2 separate regions of the Lactuca sativa genome follow, and region 2 is linked to region 1. The links are chromatin contacts, called in public Hi-C maps. All regions are on one chromosome and are shown on one strand. Each heading gives the region's core, a stretch centred on a gene start, on an enhancer-like site or on the middle of the called end of the contact. The rest is flanking DNA. Distances are from core to core; before and after follow the strand shown. Region 1 holds the start of LOC111895519 (protein NPGR2). Region 2 holds the start of LOC111891560 (thioredoxin-like fold domain-containing protein MRL7, chloroplastic).

Region 1 (5,502 bases), core at 942-3,441:
GGCCAAGCTAAAACTTTACAAAATTAGACTAAATGATTCAAACTTGAAAGAAGCTTCCCTGGAAAGCAGATGTTACAATTTTTTCATAATTAAATGACCTCACTTAAGACTATAATTAGACCAACTGAAAATGTAAATGTGTAGGTTACATTGTACGTAATTTTGATCTGCATTTGATTTATGCAATTAAATGTATAGGTATAGTGACCATTATGGTTCAGTCTTCCTTTAAAACTATGATCAAAGTCACATTAGTTTGATATTTATGCATAAAATGGATCATATTGTTTTAAAGAAAATAAAAATGAAAATAATAGCTGTACACCTAAAGATTATATAATAAAGTTTCAAAAATTTAATACACAAAAAGAATTGTTAAAATTTATAACAATAAAGGTTAAATATTAGAAATTAACAATAATAATGTGAGCAATATATGCTTTGTAAGTTAAATAAGGTTATTAATTATTGGGTTTAAGTTATTTTTAGTCAATGCATTTTTATGGATGTTTTATTTTGGTCATTATATTTTGTTTAAGTTATCATTAGTCATTGAACTTGTTTATTTTGGTCACTCTAACCGGTGATAGCAAATATATAACATAGAACGACGTTGTCAAAGTTATAATTAGTCATTGAACTTTTATGAGTGTTTTATTTTAGTCATTATATTTTGTTTAAACTACCATTGATCACTGAATTTGTTTATTTTTTCATTTTAGTCACTTTATTTTTTTATTATCATTTATAATTTTTTTTTAAAAAAAACTACTATTTTTTTCATTTTCTCCACAACTAAACTTGTTACATCAACTATTTAGAGTAAACTAAACTATTTAGAGTAAACTATATGAATAATCCTTGTGATTTAGGGTAGGGTGCACATTTAGTCATTAACTTTTTTTTAACTCGAACACTCCCAATGATTTAAAAAAAAGACTATTTTGCCATTATCCACCCCATCGCTCTTGTCACTCGTAGAAATGCACCCAGTCATCATCGATAACTAGTTTTACATTAGGTGACCCTATGGAAAGTCTTCTTATCGGGTGGTCCAAACCAAGAAATATCTTAGTACATACGAATTAATTGAAAACACTAACAAGTCTACTTCTTCTTCCGAAAGCCCGAATCAAGAGACTAGATCATCCTTCAACGCAAAAAGGCTATGTTTTGTATGTAGCATTTGAAAACATTAAACATGCATGCTACCCTCAATCACAAAGATTATTCATATAATTTACTCTAAAATAATTGATGTAACAAGTTTAGTTATGGAGAAATGGAAAAAATTATAGCTTTTTAATTTTTTTTTACATATGATAATAAAAAATAGAGTGACTAAAATGAAAAAAATAAAAAAGTTCAGTGACTAATGATAATTTAAACAAAGTATAATGATTAAAATAAAACACCAAGAAAAGTTCAATGACTAATTATAAAGTTGACAAGACAAAAATAATAAAAAAAATAAACAATTTCAATGATTAATGATAACTTAAACAAAATATAATGACCAAAATAAAATATTCAGGAAAATTTAGTGACTAAAAATGACCTAAATTTTTAATTATTAAATTAAAAGTAACAAATATGACATTATTATAGTTTAATGGGCAATCTAATACTTTGAGTATAATTGTGGTTGTTTCCCTGATGATGCACAAAACATTTTCTATACAATCTTAAAACCATTATCAAAATTTGTTTATAGACTTACCAGTTTTCTTCTTAATTTTATTTCTTTTGATTTTTTAGTTGTGTTATCAGTTATAAAAGACAACCAAAATAACTCTATTATTATTTTCAGAATGATTCTTATTTTCAAGATAAACACTACCTAAATCTTTATTTTCAAAAAGGCTCTTATTTTATATGCTTGAAAATATGTAATTTGATTTGGTTTTAGTTATTTTAGTTCTTACGGAATGAAAAGTAACATGTGTATTTAGCACCGACTTTTCAAATTAATAATTGTATAATTAGGCTTTTCTTTTAATTTTTTTTTTATTTTAATATGCTAAATGATATCGCTAAGAATCATAAAATGTAACAAAAATATAATACAAGAAATTTAGCCCTGAATATATTAAGTTAAAAATTCAAAAGGAAACATGGAACAGAGAGACACGGCCACATCTAACTTCTTTGTGACAGGTAATCCCTTCAATGCTTAAATTCTTTATGACGCCATCTACTTACTACACATGGGAAAACAAAATTCGAATAATCTCCCATATGGTACAACTTTAACTTCTTTTAAACTTCGGTTTCATCAACTCAAGAAACCCAAATACTTACCACTGTTTCATACTGTTCTTCCATAAAGATGGAAAAGCTTCAAACTTTACTTGATTCTGTGTCGATCAAACACTTTTGACTGGAACAGAAGTTGGGTTCGGATGTTTCTCCTCAATTTCAGTCGCCATAAAGAAAGGTAGTTTCTCTCTTATAACTGAATCTCTCCTGGGTGAATGAATCGCAATTTGGGTTTTCCTGATTCATCATGAATTGTATCTTTGATTCTGAGGGCTTTTAAGTTGTTTTGAGCATGGATTTTGGTTTCTAGGGTTTGAATTTGCTGGCCCATCGTCAATTATATATTTAATTTGAGTTTTATGAGCTGTTAAATACGAGTTTTGGTAATTCATCTACTATCTTTGATTTTGGCGTTTTCCTGGTTGTTTTGATCAGGGTTTTTAGTCTCTAGGGTTTGAAGTTAGTCGTGCGTCCTGAATTTCGAATCTCTGATTAGTTTTTCCTAACTGTTCTTTATTAGGGTTTGAATTGGGCAGATTTAGTGTTTATTTTTTGGACGAATACTGAATTGAGTTTATTTTTTTGCATAAAACAAGATTTGGAATCGCAAGCAATTGTGTTAACAACTCAATCTTGCAGATTATTTGCGATAATTTCAAACTTGGTGCTGAATTAAGCTAGCAAGAGTGATGATATCTTCATCAGAATCATTAGCTGTGGAGGATTGTTCCTCTGGTGCTTATTCTTCTCAAGCCACTGGTGAAAACGATAGGAGGCCAGATACGGGTAATATTGAAGAAGCCGAATCATCTCTTCGTGAAAATGGTTCCTTAAATTTTGAGGTTGTTTCTCTAAACTTTTTACATTTTTTCTTATTTCCTGGTTTGAATTGAACCCATAGAACAAGTTTTAATCTTTCTTTTGGTTAAGAAAGTCTATTAGAATTGGTAATTGAATGTTATTGTAAAATAGGAAGCAAGAGCGTTGTTAGGGAGATATGAATATCAAAAGGGAAACATAGAAGCTGCTCTTCATGTGTTTGAAGGGATAGATATAGCAACAGTAACTCCAAAGATGAAGATTAGTCTTTCCCAAAGAGGCGAACCTCGTAGAAGAGTTTCTCATAATTATGGGGATCCACCATTGTCTATACATGCTGTTGGTTTACTCCTTGAAGCAATTTATTTGAAGTCAAAATCATTGCAAATTCTTCAGAGGTATAAAGGTACTCTTCTTGTTCTATATATTCTACTTATGATCATCATTTAGGCTCAAATGTTGAAATAACATCAATCATAGAGGATCATATGTCTTGATTTTCTACTCTTTGCAGAAGCTGCTCAATCATGCAAAGTAATTCTTGACATTATCGAATCATCATTACCCGAAGGGTTGCCTGAAAACTTAGGTGCTGATTGTAAATTACATGAAACCCTAAACCACGCAATCGAGTTGCTTCCTGAGTTATGGAAACTCGAGGGTTCACCCCAAGAAGCAGTTTTGTCATTCAGAAGGGCCCTACTTCATCATCAAAGTTTGAATCTAGAAACAACTGCAAAAATTCAAAAAGATTTTGCTGTTTTTCTTCTTTACAATGGAGGCGAAGAAGCCATCCCTCCTAATCTAAGATCCCAAATGGACACCTCATTTGTACCTAGAAACAACATCGAAGAAGCAATCTTAATTCTAATGATTCTTCTAAGAAAAGTTTCATTAAAAATGATCAAATGGGACCCGTCTGTTTTATATCATCTTTCATACGCGTTATCAATCTCGGGTGGACTCGGGGCTTTGTTTTCACAGATCGAAGAACTTCCTCCGGGTGTTCTTGATAAAAAAGAAAGGTGTCTTCTTTTGGCTCTATGTTACCATGGACAAGGTGACGATTTGTCTGCTTTAAATTTATTGAAAAGTATATATAAACAAGAGGATCCACATTGCGGGTTGGCTTTACTCTTGGCTTCGAAAATTTGTGGTGAAAACTCGGATTCAATCGAAGGTGTGAGTTGTGCTAAAAGGGCGATTCAAGTATTTGAAACGAGATGTGATGAGATGGTTGGAGTCGCGTATTGCTTCTTGGGAATTAGTCTTTCCAATGATTGTAGATTTGCGATTAGTGATTTTGAAAGGGCGGAGAAGCAATCGGAGGTGATTCGGTGTTTGGAAATGGCGGGGAGATTGACCGGAATGAGTGATTCCGGAGTTGTTTATTTTTTGAGTTTAGAAAACGCGGAACAACGGAAGTTGGATGTGGCTTTTGGTTACGCGAAACGTTTGGTGAAATTGGAAGGCGGGTCGAGTGTTAGAGGCTGGATTTTATTGGCGAGAATATTATCGGCTCAGAAACGGTTTTCTGAGGGCGAAATCGTAATTAACGCTGCGTTAGAACAGACTGGGAAATGGGATCAAGGAGAGTTGTTGAGGACAAAAGCGAGGCTTCAGGTTGCTCAAGGGGATATAAAGAATGCTATTCAGACATACACACAGATTCTTGCTGTTCTTCAAGTTCAAAGCAAAAGCTTTCGATCTCAGAAAAAAAACCACGAGGTAATAATACTGCTTACTTTTTGGATTTCAATGAGAAATCCGATTTTGATTTTTTGATTTTGATTTTTTTTGTTAAGATGGGTTATGGAAAGCATCAGCTTAAAAGCTTGGAGATGGAAACATGGCATGATCTGGCTATGGTTTATATGAAGTTATCACAATGGCGGGATGCCGAGGCTTGTCTTTTGAAATCTGAAAATATCGGTTACTACAACGCTTCTCGATTGCATATCACTGGTATGTTGTATTTGTTTTCCAAGGGTGAAATCGTCATTTAAAGTTTGAAATTTGTTGTAGGTTTACTGTATGAAGCGAAAGGTCTTGAGAAAGAAGCTCAACAAGCTCAAGAACTTGCGTTAGATGTGGATCCTGGTCATGTCAACAGTCTGGTTTCAATGGCTGTGATGTTCCGAAGAGCAGGTGGAGGAGGGAAGTCTGCTGCAGCAGCTAAAAGCTTTTTGACCGAAGCGTTAAGATTAGACAGGCTGAACTCATCAGCTTGGTATAATTTGGGCCTGCTTTATAAAGATGATGGGCCCATGTTCCTAAAAGAAGCTGCCAATTGTTTCGAGGCTGCTACTTTACTTGCAGAAAAAGAACCAATTGAGCCTTTTAGATAACCACTGTTTTTGTCACCCAATCTGTAATTGACTACAATATCATTATCATTATTGTTTCAAGGATTTATTCTTTTAT
Region 2 (6,057 bases), core at 1,094-3,593, 200 kb before region 1:
TGTAAGAGAAGTTTATATCAATTTGTAAAATATACTTAAAATTGGGCCAAATTTATAAATTATAATAAGGAAAAACTGTAGGGAAATTTATAAAAATGTTTCGTACCGAATTTGTAAAGCAAATTAAAATCTGGACCAAAGTTGTATATAATGAAAGCTTGAGGGGGGAAAGGGGCATAGCTACATATCTACAAAAATAATAAAAAAGCAAGAGGGGGGAGATTTGAACCCTAGTCTCTTCCATGACGCAAACGATCAGACTACACATTAATTACATCCAGGTTTCCTAAAATAAAGTTTAAACAATCTCCGAATTATTTATTATTATTATTATTTTTTTAATAAAGCTATTGGTGTGAATAAATAATAATAAAGCTATTGGTGTGAATATATATTATAAACTTTAATAATTCAGGAATTTGTGTATCAGTCTTTATCAAAACTGAGATGTAACTAATTATTTAACCCTCATTGATCATATAGCCACAACTACACTTTATCCCAACCTAAGATCGCACAATCATGAAATATCCAAATACCTAATTAACACCCTTTAAATACTAATTAATTGATTATATAGATGATACTTTATATTTCAAAATAATTTGATTTTCACTTTGAATTGAAACCATGAATAAATAATTAGATTGAAACTTATGATCATCAGTACAATTTTGCATCTTTCATCCATGAAGGTCTTCTCGCTTTGTAGTAAAAATGTGCTATCATCTGCACCAACTCATCCGCTGTTCGAATCTCTGCAATTCACAATTCAAACCAACCCAATAAATCAGATTCAGATAATCAAAATCGTTACTTTTGTTTTTACTTATTTAACCAAAAACAACTAAAAAACTGTCTTACGTGGTTCCCTGTAAATAATTCTGTTTCCACGTAAAAACAATAATTGTGGGCATTCCCGAATCTTGAGTGCATACGCAAGATCCGTCTCAATGTTCATATCAAGCTTCACTGTCTGCATTTCCAACCCAATAAAGTTATAACTAACCAAATTTAAATAACACAGGTGACAATTTCAACACATTTATCTATAAATACGTTGATTTGTAACAAGTCAAATGAGAAAACTTTAAAAAAATACTAGTTAAGAAGGAAACGACATGCAAACAACCTCCTAACTAAATCATTTTGTTTCAGAAAATCCAATCATCATTGTAACAATATTAGGATGTGCTTGATAAATGTTTTTTTTTGTGTATAGCAGATTATAGTCATATTTGACACATTAGTTATTTATAAAATCCAAATAAATGTTTTTTTTTTTTTTTTTTTTTTTTGTGTATTTTTACCCTAGGTGGAAGGCGATCTTTTGCGTTCCAGTACACCTTAGCAGCCTTCTCTAACTCCTTTAAGGCCCTCCAATTTTCACTTGCCCTGTAAAAGTAAAAATAAAACCCACAAATTAGGATTAATACAACTTGTTAATTAACTATCCATAACTTCTCAATTTCGAAGGTGTCATCAGAATCAGATAATCAGGTTATTAATAGATGTAGGATGATTAGCTAATTATATATTTATGTCAATAAGTAATCAGTTTGCAGATAATGTTAATTACCGATTATATCTTTCGAAGACAAGTACGATTAAGGGACTAGGATGGAAAGCAAAACTCTCCCATTCCAAACAATTGATCTCCTTAACTACTATATTATCATCCAATTCACCTTCCCAATCAATCTCAACCCCATCTTCTCCGATCACATTCTTGATCGGATGCTTTTCGAAATACTCCGATGCCCTAATTCCCCACCCCACTTCAGCATCCAGTGGCCAATTTGGATCCTCTTCCTCCACCACCATTCCCTTCTTCTTCTTTTCCTTCTCCTTCTTATCACCATTATCATCATCGTCGTCGTCTTCTTCATCAGTAATCCTTTCCCGAATTACATTCTCTTTACCTTCCAGAACCTCCGAATTCTGCTCGCGAATCGCTGCAAACGTTTCCTCTAATGAACTCCGCATGAAATCTTCCACGGCAGCCGCTTCGCTTCGCCTACCGCGTCTGGGTTTTCTAGGAATCGTTGTGGGGAAGGGTTTTTCTTCTTCGTTTTTTGGATTTTCGGTGTTTGCAGTCGCTGGTTTTCTTCTAGGTTTGGGGTTTTTTCTGGGTTTTCTATCATCTTCAAAGCTTACATCCGAATCTTTAGAAACTGCAGATAGAATTCGATGCTTGCGAATGAAATTGATATTTGAGATAGACGCAGGGTAACGAATCGTCTTGGTGTGTGTGAACAGAGGGAGGAGTGAGTGAAAAGTGAGGTAAGGGTTTAAGGCCATTGTTAGGGTTCAAAGAAAGAGTGACAAAATTCGAGATTCGTTTGACTTGTAGCAAAATTTCTATAAAAGACTTTTTTTTTTTTTTTTTTCCAGATAAATAAATATTTTATATTTAACAATATTAATTTAAAATCATCACAACTAGTCAACTAGTCATTAGTATTTTTTTCTCTGGAATTTGGATACTCGTAAATCATACAAGAATATTGTTTTTCCCCATCGATCAAAACTTATTTTTTCATAACGTCTTTGTAAATATCACATTAAAAAGCGGTTTGAAGATTAGTGCACCATATGGATTGGATAACCAGTTTTTCATATGTCGAATTTCTTTCTTTTGTTTTCTTAAGTCATGATTTTTTTCTTTGACTTCTTGAATAAAATCGTTTATTTCTCTTATTGCATTGTGGACATCATCGTACTACTTTTCCACATCTGCTTCTTGAGATTGCACGATAATCTCTGACTAGATCAAATCTAAAGTTAATTTCATGCATGTCGAGAACGCAAATCTAATAGCGTAGTTTTGTTTCCATGATTCAGATCGAGTTACTGATTTTTCTAAAGTGTTTTTGAAACTATAACTTCATGAAATCAACACTAGATTTTTTGGATTTTTATTATGACTTAGCTTAATGTAATTATTGGGATGTGGGTTTGTTATTCAAAGTCCAAATCATTATATTAATACCCGTATTTCGGTGCTAGAAGTGTTAACCTTTAGTAGTAAATTTGTTAAATAAAAGGAAATAAATGATATTATTTAAATTAAATTAAATAATAGAAATAACTTTTTTAAGTAAAAATAATAATAGAATTAAATTTTCAAAGTTGATTTTGGTTAAATGGAGAAGTTAAAGAATGTAGACCAACCTACCTATTATAGAAACTTAAGCTTGACTTGGATTTAACTTGTCTTGCACCTTAATTGTTAAAAAGAAAACTAACGTATAACTTATGATGGTTGGGTTATAAATCTCAATACTTGTTGATTAAATGTGACTAATTGGATAACAAATGAGAAATTTAAAAGTTTAGGGACATATTCTGCTAAATGTCCATAGTTATGGGCATAAATCATCATATATGCCTCCTTATGTTGATTTTGAACGTTGGAGATACATTATAAGGCGAGACGGAGCCCCACGAAAGGAGTGGCATGAAGTATTTTCGCACATAGGAACACAACACCGTCCCTACGGGATAGGGATGGGGTGGGGTTGCCGTATTCTCTCTCCGGCTGTCATTCTTCCAATATTTTCCTTTTTTTTTTGTAACCGTTAAAAAACGGTAGAAATTTGATTTTTTTTTTGCTAGGTAACGTCTATAAGACCTAAAATTGTTAGTTAATTTTTATGTTTATTACTTATTTTATAAAAAAATTATAAATCTAAAAAATCAATTGTTTTATTTATAAAAAATAAAGTGAAAGTTTTTTCTCATACATACTCTGGCTTTTGGTAATGGAAAGAAAAATGAGTGAAATGATGACGTGTGTGAGAAACAATGAAAGATCAATAGATTATATATTTATGAGACGAATTAAAGACAAGAAACGACAATGATCATAAAGATGTCGAATGATTATTAATCACAGCAATAGAATAGTTCTTGAGGCGGAAATATTATGTACTTGCTTTAAAAGTCATAACCCTAAAAGTTACATGCACGCTATTTATAGAATAAACCATACATCGATTCCGAACATGGACAAGTCTTCAATGTTGTCTTTGTGCGTCAAAAACCTTAGGCATAATTTTCAGAAGGGATGCCCTGACAGCCAGATACGACTGAATCATATTCGACACACATTTTAAATCAGAAGATGAGTTGGCATGGTTTGCTTTAGCCCTTGCCAGAATTTGATTCATTGCACTTGTAGAATACAAGTGTTTGTCCCTTAAAAATAACATGCAATTTTTCAGAATTGCACCCTCCTTCTTCTTATACACGATGCTCCAATATTCCTTGTCAGTCAGTCCCCCTTTGCATATGTTGTATGTCCTCAGGTTCTTCAAATGGCTTCATTATGGGTCTTTTATTCAAAACAAAGGCACTCTTAATATCCATCTTTGTAATCTCCAGGATGTAACATTTAATCATCCTCTTCAAATGGTCGAAAATAGGCTCGTATTTCTTTACATCTTTCGCAATAATGTTGAATAACGAAATCCAATCATATGGATTCATTAAAGGCAGATCAGCCAAAGAAAATTCATGAAGCACATGATTCGAACCCCAAAATCCTTTGAAGTGAATGTTCGGAAAATCTTCAGTTTGTTCAGGTAAGCCAACCTTCAAACCAACAATCCGCTTTAGACTCCAAGACTTGTACTGAGGCTTCCCATATTTGAGATATAAATTGAAGAGTTTTCGGTTGATCACATTGTTGGAGATTAGGGACTTTTCGATCTTCTAGAAGCATCGAAAAAGGAATGCTCGTGGGGTGATAAGGAAGTCTAATTGGCATTCAAATTCATTGCTGATGTCAAAAGACGTCTTCGGTTCCAACCAGTATAACTCCGGAAGATCAATGGCTTCTTTTTGAATTCGTTGGAAAGCCTAAGCAGGAAACAAGGACTTCTGACTTTCTAAAATAAAATCCGATTTTTTAACTTCAGCATCTTCTGCATCATACTTTTGTCGGAGAGCATTGAGCTCATCAAGTTCTTTATCTCGTTTCTTTCTTTCATCCCTTTCTAATTCAATCATATTTTCTTCATTATCTTCTTCAGAAGTAGTCGTGTCTTTATCTTTCCTTGATCTAAAAGCTTCATTACCCTTCTTATCAAATTCTTCTTTCACTTTATCATCCCCGTCTCCCCTTTGTTTCGAAGAAGCACCGCTTCCCGAAACACCATGGATTTGATTCAGCAGAGCGAACATAAGTTTTAATTTTTCAGAGAGAGAAAGTTGCACTGTATCATTGAATGGAGGGGATCTGGTCTCAACAATTCTTAATAGTCGATGAATTTCAGAATTGTGAGCTTTTACAAAGAGCTTCTCTTCTTGTAGCCTGGCGACATTAAATTGAGCATTCTTCAATTTTTCATGCAGAACCTTCACTTTTTGAGTTTACTTTGCTAAGGAATCCATTATTTTATTTACTGCTGCCAAGTCCTCCTGTAATTTTTCAAGCTTTGTGGTGATGGTTGAATTCAGTTCTATTGCCAAGCTTGATGTCGGCACGAAGAGTTAAGAGAGCTTCTTTTTCTCCATTTAAAGAATAACGAAATCCTTCAATGACTTTGTTCATATCAGTTGTGTTCTTGTCAGAAGAGGTCCTGAAGTCGGCCATGAATTCCTTGACTTCGTCTTGTAATTTCAGTACCTTTTTTGTAGCTTCGGTTATCTTCTTGTATGAAGCTTAGGCAGCCTTGGTGGATTCTTCAATGACTTTGGTATTTTCAGATGTGAGCATTCCCACGGTTTCTTGATGAGTAGTCAGAAGATTTTCCCACTTCGTAAAAGAAAAGGTATGGGAATGCTCCAAAATTGAATTAAACTTTTTATTTAATTGCCTGAACTATCCCTTTGTCATGGGAGCTTCGTCTTCATCATTGTTGATATTGAGATTAAAGGGCTGAAAAGCAAAGTCCTCAATGGGTTCTTGTTCATCTTCGAACAATATATCTTCATCGTCATTGAAAGGAGTAGCGGTAGATGTGCCTGGTTCGGAAGTCACACCGATATTGGCATTTTCCCCCATATCAAATGCGTTGACATGGATGCCTAAAGTCTGTATCTCCTCCAAAA

The links. A called contact is a pair of places that touch in the nucleus more often than the background predicts.
Region 2: a Hi-C map of bud shows a contact between it and region 1, with 7 times the contacts expected there. The contact joins the promoter of LOC111891560 here to the promoter of LOC111895519 in region 1. A contact is called at or near these places in 4 of 4 Hi-C or Micro-C datasets (bud, leaf and seed).

What each region holds. Positions count from the first base shown.
Region 1 is chr5:357,992,395-357,997,896 of Lsat_Salinas_v11, reverse strand. LOC111895519 (protein NPGR2) reads left to right here and starts at 2,191. Exons shown (of 6, transcript XM_023891608.3): 1 at 2,191-2,437; 2 at 2,899-3,101; 3 at 3,232-3,484; 4 at 3,593-4,806; 5 at 4,884-5,043; 6 at 5,104-5,502. The coding sequence starts at 2,949. The coding sequence ends at 5,426.
Region 2 is chr5:358,187,478-358,193,534 of Lsat_Salinas_v11, reverse strand. LOC111891560 (thioredoxin-like fold domain-containing protein MRL7, chloroplastic) reads right to left here and starts at 2,343. Exons shown (of 4, transcript XM_023887612.2): 1 at 1,580-2,343; 2 at 1,311-1,395; 3 at 865-976; 4 at 553-758. The coding sequence starts at 2,301. The coding sequence ends at 664.